Regions from separate parts of the Sus scrofa genome. Here region 2 is linked to region 1. A link is a contact called in public Hi-C data. All regions are on one chromosome and are shown on one strand. The core of a region is the stretch at or near the end of the contact, and the rest is flanking DNA. Distances in the headings are between cores, read along the strand shown. Region 1 overlaps NLK (serine/threonine-protein kinase NLK). Region 2 holds the start of TMEM97 (transmembrane protein 97).

What was found. A called contact is a pair of places that touch in the nucleus more often than the background predicts.
Region 2: a contact with region 1 is called in a Hi-C map of liver, with 1.9 times the contacts expected there. The contact joins the promoter of TMEM97 here to the enhancer-like site in region 1. A contact is called at or near these places in 2 of 5 promoter capture datasets (fetal liver and liver) and 5 of 47 Hi-C or Micro-C datasets (fetal heart ventricle, liver and skeletal muscle).

What each region holds. Positions count from the first base shown.
Region 1 is chr12:44,553,224-44,557,045 of Sscrofa11.1, forward strand. NLK (serine/threonine-protein kinase NLK) reads left to right here. Exons shown (of 11, transcript XM_021067474.1): 11 at 1-304. Among named protein-coding and RNA genes, the nearest start is that of TMEM97, 49 kb to the right of the region's middle. Within about 2 kb of position 1,633, at least 1 of the 83 cell types and tissues checked has an H3K27ac peak or open chromatin away from gene starts, as enhancers often do. A contact at or near this core is called in liver, where this site is marked.
Region 2 is chr12:44,601,961-44,606,022 of Sscrofa11.1, forward strand. TMEM97 (transmembrane protein 97) reads left to right here and starts at 1,804. Exons shown (of 3, transcript XM_021067476.1): 1 at 1,804-2,346. The coding sequence starts at 2,218.

The sequences.
Region 1 (3,822 bases), core at 383-2,882:
GGAAGTTTTAACTTCAATGAAGTAATTATTTGCTGTGAAAGAAACAAACATTGAATTACTAAACAAAGATGGTGCAATATCTTTGTTTTTTTTTTATGAGGCTCCTGAGAATCAACCCAACTGAAGCATTTCAATTCACTTGAATGAGAAACGTGTTTAGTATCAAAAGAGCCCAAGAAGACACTGGTGTGAAAGGTACAATCTCAGAGGTTGGTCAATTACCGTGGCACACTTACTGGTCACTTTGTACAATGTAGATTTGAAGTACAGTGGTGAAAACATTAAATGTGACATTTGAAAAAGATGTGTCATCTGTTTTATTTCAATTCCTTTTTGTTTTCTCTCAGTACAGCCTGTATCCCGTGTTTGCAAAGTTTTGAGACATTTCCTATTTATATATTTCCATTTCAGACTTTGAGGAAATCAGTTGTGCGTTTTTCAAGATCGCCAAAAACATAATGGTAACTTAGTTAACCAATGTCAAAGATACTGTGATTTAATATATGCAATTTGAAAGTCTTTTTAAATCTTAGAGTCTAATCTGGTGGTTTTCAAACTTTTTTTTTTTTTAAGCACAGAATCCTATTTTCATGTGAATCGAACTCCAATACTGTGGAGTCCATTATATTAAACAAATAAAAGCGGACTCCTGGGTGCAGCAGACTGCTAAGGGGGCTCGATCCCCTCCCCTCCTCTTCCTTTCTGCCTCCTGCTCCAGGCCTCTCAAAGGTACTTCCGCCATGGAAGAAGTCCCAGCGGGGTGGTTGTGTGAGTAAGACCTGACACCAGACTGCCTAAATTCAAAACACATTCTCTGAAGCTGGCTAAAGCAGCATTACTCTTGGGGTTATAGATGGCATGTGTACTCCCACCTCTCCTTTCTTGACTTAGCAAAATGAATGGATTTTTCCTGACATGGGGGGAGCTGACTATTATGCGTTCATACAAATGCTAGTTTATTTTTCCAACAAACTTTTGAAACCCTACAAAGTACCAATAATAACTTATAAGGAAGCCTTGTAAATATAAGTAATGCTTACATGAGAAAACTAGTTTTCATCACAAGAGCGTTATGAATTAATTGCACATATAACACTCTGAAACTAAACTTCTTCCCAGATAAACATTAGAGAAAACTCGTTGACCTGTTCCCACTGGAACCTGCTGAGCTAACCAGGGGATTTGTGCCTTACTTTGTTTTTCCTCTATGGTAAGTCATTTTAAATACTACTTTTATATTAAAATATATTAAAGAATAGAATGCATAATTTGCATGTATTTTTAAACTAAGGCAGCTTTTGAGGGGCTGTTCTCTATTATGCTTTAGTAATGTATGGACAGCCCAGTAGTAAATGGACACATTTAGAGTCTTCTCCGCAGTATTTGCCTCGCCGCTTCTCTGTCCTTGGTCTTCCCTGGTCTTTCTTTGGCTTTTGAAACTACTGTCCTCTCCCTTTTGAAGGGACCACAGCTCTCCCTTACAGGTTCCTTGCTCTGCTTAATCCTCACATGTTTCTGTTCTCTGGGCTAGAGATCGATCCTGGATTTTCATCCTGCTCTAAAGCCAAGGGTTCTCCACTTGGCCACATGGTAGAATCACCTGGAGAACTTTCAGAAATTTCTATGCCAAGGCCACACCCCAGAATCTCTGGAAGCAAAGTCAGGCATTAATTCCATGTTGTGGTTTTGTTTGTTTGTTAAGTTCTCCAGTTGATTCCAAAGTGCGGCCAAGGTCCACTGCTGGACATGCTTGTGGCCTCATCCACCTTTGGCCTCTTTCGCTGTGAGAGAATAACCCCAAATCTCTTACTTATACCCTGATTTTTTATACTAGATATGTTAGAACTTTCCACTAGGTATCTCATGGGTACCTCAGCCATGCCAAAAATGAAATTAATGTGTTACCCCCCGTTTTATTATTATGAAATCATTCTCACTTCCCACTAGCTCTTTTTTTCTCCTTCCAAAATGGTTGGGGCTTAATCAGCTAGCGCCATCCTTAGCTTTTCATGAGGAGTTGCAAATGTGCTTGGAGTTAAGGGGGCAGAGCTGTGCACTGAACTGGGCCTCCTCTCTTCACATTTGGTTAGGACCAGTCCCAAGGTGGTGCTCCTGACAGCACAGCACAGGCTTTTCTTTTTTGGCAGGTGAGATGAAAGAGAATGACTGTAGTTATGGTGCTGCATCAGCTCCCTACCTCCCATCCCTGGGCTTCACTTCCACTCAGTTACATAAGCCAGAAGTCAGAGTCCTCTTAGCCCCATCTCAGCTCCAGAATTCCTTCACATTTTGCATTCCATTCTTTAATGTACTTTTATCTCAATATTTAAAATAATCTATCATACAGGAAAAACAAAAATTGTCCATTTAATAAGTGCTATTCAATCTTGGGTTCTGTTTGTTTTTTGCTTTTTCGGGCCGCACCCTCGGCATATGGAGGTTTCCAAGCTAGGGGTTGAATTGGAGCCACAGCTGCTGGCCTATGTCACAGCCATGCCAGATCCTTAACCCACTGGGTGAGGCCAGGGATCGAACCCACAACCTCATGGTTACTAGTCGGATTCATTTCCACTGTGCCACAATGGGAACTCCCAATCTTGTTTTCCACTTTAGAAATCAGGTCTGAATTGAAAAGACTGACTACTCACCGAATTTAAGATCCAGTCTCTCCTCTCAGGTTTAAAATATTTTGAGAATCAAACACCTAAGTGATAACATTTTTCCCTGTACTTTTAGGTGATTTTTATCAGTGAGTGAATAATGCCCAGACACTTGGAAAAAAGTGGTAAATTACCACATTTTCCGGTTGATGTTGATAGAATTTTTAACAAGCAGATCCTTTTGCCAAGAGGTGTTTATGTTAGACTTCAAAGATCTCTGAAACAGTGGTCAGTCTCCTACTCTCTCAGGAAAATACTCAGTAAAAAAAGATCTTTACATAGTCAAGGAAAGATGGGCTTGTTTTTACTTAGGTTTTGATAATTAGTATTATCATTTTCACAGGTCATTATTCTTATAGCCACCTATTTTTATCCATTTCTTAATTACAGTAATTCTATCATTTTTTTAAAATGAACACCTTTACCTTCGAGTTCCTGAGAATGCTTATACCTGAGAAGAAAAACCTTGTAAAGACAATATTGTGAGTTCCTTTTACAAACTATGTTGTTTGTGTATTAGTAACACATTCACATGGTACAACCTACACAAGGATAGTGAGAAGGAAATTGTTCTCTCCAGAGTTGCAAACCACTGTTTGCAGTTTCTGGGGACCATTCCAGGGATACCATGCATGGTGAAGCTTAGACGTTTTTACAGGAATGACGGCACAGTATGCACTGCCCTGTGCCTTGCCCTTTCCATCAGATGTGAAGGTTTTTCCACATGAACACATATAGAACTAAAGCTTTTCATTTGAGCCACTTTCTTATGAAGGCAAACAGTGAAAAACGTGAATGTATCTTCTCTTATCTATGTTGTTATCCTTTGTCATACATTTTTTTTCCCATAAAGAAAACCAGTGTTCCCCTAGGTAACCCATTGCTCACATGTGTAATAGTCTATGTTTTCTAAATCATTTTTTATTTTGCTACAAATTTTCTTAAAAAACAGGTATTCTAAACCACATTTAAAAGAAAAAACTATCCATTTTTTCCATCCCACTAGAGAAAAATCAAAAGGCATTTAGCTATATAAACTTCCTCAACCTTCGCCAGATTCAGATGTGGCTCTATCTGCTCATTTGTGTACCTTTTTTCATTTCCATACTATTTGCCAAAACTCATCATTCAGCAGTTCTTCAGTTATTTTGTCAACAAGGGC
Region 2 (4,062 bases), core at 554-3,053, 49 kb after region 1:
CCCGGCCTTTGCCACAGCCACAGAGGATCCAAGCCGAGTCTGCAACCTACACCGCAGCTCATGGCAACATCAGATCCTTAACCCGCTGAGTGAGGCCAGGGATCGAACCCAAAACCTCATGGTTCCTAGTCGGATTCATTTCCACTGCACCACGACGGGAACTCCTACACTGAAGACTCTGGCAATGGGCTCACAGCCTTCTCTCCACTGGATTGCCGCCACCACCTGCGGTGGCCTTTGGGGTTGATCCATCCCACGCCTTGGGATCTCTGTCCCTTCACTTCATCTCCAAATACCATTTCAGCCGTGGCTTCTCATGGGCAGAACCTCCTCCTGATGCCTGGAACCCAACACTGTACCCCCGGGCGAACTCTCCCAAGCTTCTGGCCCATTCATCCAGTTACTCCCATCACGTTAAGGCTTATTCCTCAGCAAGGCCTCAAATTTGCTCACTTTTCCCGTCTCCCAGCCTCTTCTGGCTTCATGTCACGCACCCCTATCCGGCTTGAACGGCACGCTCTTCAATCACTGTCTTTCGAAGCCCCAGCCTGGATGGGTCCTACAGCCTTTTTCTGTGCAGACCTCACAATGGAGAAAAGCACACGGCCAAGGAGAGGGGGGCCTCCAGGTCAACAGCCACGCGTCTCACCTGCATCCTCTACAGGGACAACTTCTCTGTCACAGCACCACTGAGCCCACCCTGGGGAGCTCAGCGCTCCTCCGACCTAACCCTAATCCATTCTCTCCGGCTCCTCTGCGGTCTTGAGTCACATCTCCTGCCCTCTGCCCCCTGGATGGACGGCCTCTCCCCCGACCCTGAAACTTTTAGGATCATCTAAATAAGTGAAAGTGCTTCAGTCTCTCTCCTCTAAATAAATAAGCTCTCTCCGGAGCACATCCCCCCTCAGCTGCTGCTTCCTCCCCTTCATAATCAGACACCTACACGCCCTACCTTCTCGAGTTCCCCACCTCCTTACTCTCTGCCCTGCTGCCATCTGGCTCCTGCCTCCACCAGCCGTATAGCTGCTCACACAAGGCCATGGGGTACCATTCAGTGTTGCTCTGACACAGGTGACGGTCCCTCCTCCCCTGTGTTTCTGAGACATCACACCCCTGTTGTCCACCTGTACCGCAGCCCCCTCCTTCCGTGACCCCTGAGGTTGGAGGTGGTCTAAGGCCTCTGATAGGCCTTCTGCTCTCAAGACTTCAACTCCCAGCGAACGCTGATTCCTCACAAATCTACATCTTCAGACATTTCATCGGACTGCCTACTAGACAGTCTTTTTTGCGTAGCTGTTACAGAGGCTGCTCAGGGACAACCTGGCCAGAACCATATTACACTCTCTTCAACTCATCTCTCCTCTACCTCCCTCTTCTGAGCGAATGGCAGCCCCCCTTCCCCATCCTGTTCCAGGGCAGACCTGGAATAATTTAAGATCAATATTTACAGAATGAATAAACGAACCCTTGAGCCTCCCTCCTTCTCCCCAGCCTACCACCAATACTTGTCAATTTTACCTCCTGCTATATCCCTGTGCTTCTTTCTTAATCGAGGCTAGCTGCCCCCTAGGCATCCTCCGAAAGGCTTCCAGGACCCTCAACTCCTGCCAGAGCAGTATTCGTGCCCTCTGTCCCCACGGCCTGTGACTGCCGCCAAGGCACGGACTCAGTGTTGGCCGGCCCTGATGGGTGACACCCCACTGCACTGGGAACTCCATCCCCATAAAGCGCCCACAGCAGGGCACACCGGAGGCGCTCAGCAAGCACTACACGGATGGAGCAAAGTAACAGAGGAGTAATAAGCGAAAGGGCCACGCAGGGGATCCTCCGCGGAGCGCAGCGGACACGCGGTCGCGGGAAGAAGGCCAGAGGTCCCAGCAGCGTTCAAGGCCGCGCAGGGTACACTCCACGTACCCCTCCCGGTTCCACGCTGCGGCCAAGAAGCCCTGCCCCCACCTCACGCGGCTCTCCCGGCGACCAATAGAAAAGGTCCCCGGGCCCCCTCTGGGGGCGCTGCGGGCCCGCGCACGGCTTCTCAGCCAATGGGAACGGCCGGCTTCGTTCTCGCGGCGGGGCGGGGCGGGGCGGGGCGCTGTCCCCGGACCGCGGGGGCGCCGGCGTGTACCCACGGAGTGTTTCTGTACCCACGGAGTGTTTCTGTACCCACAGAGCTTTCCTGCGAGCGTAGCCTCGGCTCCCATCGGGCGCAGCCGACGGATGATGGGGCGTCTGGGTGTCCGGCGCGGCCTGGAGTGGTTGCTGGGCTTCTACTTCCTCTCCCACATCCCCCTCACCCTGCTCGTGGATATGCAGGCATTGCTGCCGCCCGATCTCTACCCCGTCGAGGTGAGGGCGCCGTCGGTCCTGGCCGCCAGTCGCTGAAATTGGGGCCTCTCGGCGCAGTGGTTGCTCCGGCGTCTCCGTGGCCTCCACTGCTGGGGCCTCGCTGTCAGGGTTCCCTCCCGCATTTCTTGGGTCCCGCAGGCACTGCGGCCCTTCCTTACCCTTCGACTCGACTTCTTCCTCGGGGTTTTCTTTGTCTTCCAGCCGCTCTCCCCGAGGCTCCTGGGGGCAGACACTTTGCTCCTTTTAACTACGGTCCCCCTGGGTTTGTTGAGGCTCTCACACCCTAGCTCTGGTCAGTTGTCAATATTTGAGGGAAGTGGCCGAATTAACCAGTGTCTGAATCACACGCTGGATTTGTGTGTGTGATTTTTTGGGGTTTTTTTTTTTTTTTGCTTTTCAGGGCCGCACACCCGGCATATGGAGTTTCCCAGGCTAGGGGTCCGATCGGAGCTGTAGCCGCTGGCCTACAACCACAGCCACAGCAACGCCAGATCTGAGCTGTGTCTGCGACCCACACCACAGCTCATGGCAATGCCAGATCCTTAACCCACTGAGCGAGGCCAGGGATTGAACCTGCATCCTCATGGTTCCTAGTGGGATTCCTTTCTGATGAGCCACAACAGGAACTTCTGGATTTGTTTTAAAGTTGTGTTTCTTGGGAGAGCTGTAAAAATGCAGGCTAATCCCAAAGAAATAATACAAGTAGAATTAGACCCGTTTAAAGGACATTCGCAGACCGTCCTTAGCAACTTCAAAAGCTTTACCCTTTCAAATTGGTCTTTAATTGGGTTTGAGGAAGAATGATCACCTGAGTAGAAATAGGCGGAAGCCCCATTTCCTGGTTGTTGGAGAACATTCTCCATCCCAAACTTTGCTTGAATGCTTTTTATTTCTTCACTTTTATTTTCATGTCTGGACCCTGTAACCTTCTATCACAGAATTCCAGTCCTTGGTTCCCTGCTTTTCCAATCTGTAGAATTGTGAGCAAGGGTGACTTGTCTATCAAAAGACTTGGTTTTGCCACTGATTCTCCCTAAATGCTTTTTCTCTGCAGAGCAGCGGTTCTTAACCTGACAGCCACAAACCTCTAAATGGGTATGCAAAATTGTGTGCAGCTGGTGTTTTCTGTAGCTTCCATCAACTTTTCCAGGGGTCTGACCCTCCCAAAAAGTTACAGACATAGTGTGGTGTGTCTGTAGCTCCAACCCTAAACTGGGAAGATCTCTGACCGACCTTTTCCTGGGAAAAGTGTGGGTTGTGTGTGGCAAGAGCACTGGAACGCAGTCTGGGAACTTGGACCAAGAACCAGTTGAGTGTCTTGGGCAAGTCAGAGCTGTGTAGCTTCAGCTGTCAAGTAAGAGTTGAGTTAAATAACAAGCTCAGGAGTTCCCATTGTGGTGCAGTGGTTAACGAATCTGACTAGGAACCATGAGGTTGCGGGTTTGATCCCTGGCCTTGCTCAGTGGGTTAAGGATTGGGCATTGCCATGAGCTGTGGTGTAGGTCACAGACGCAGCTCAGATCCCGTGTTGCTGGCATAGGCTGGTGGCTACAGCTCCGATTAGACCTCTAGCCTGGAAACCTCCATATGCCGCCGGAGCGGCCCTAGAAAAGGCAAAAAGACAAAAATCAAGCTCAAACATACACAATGTGCATTAGTTTCCTATTGCTCCTGTAACATTACAAAAACTAAAATGGCTTGAAACAACATGAGCAG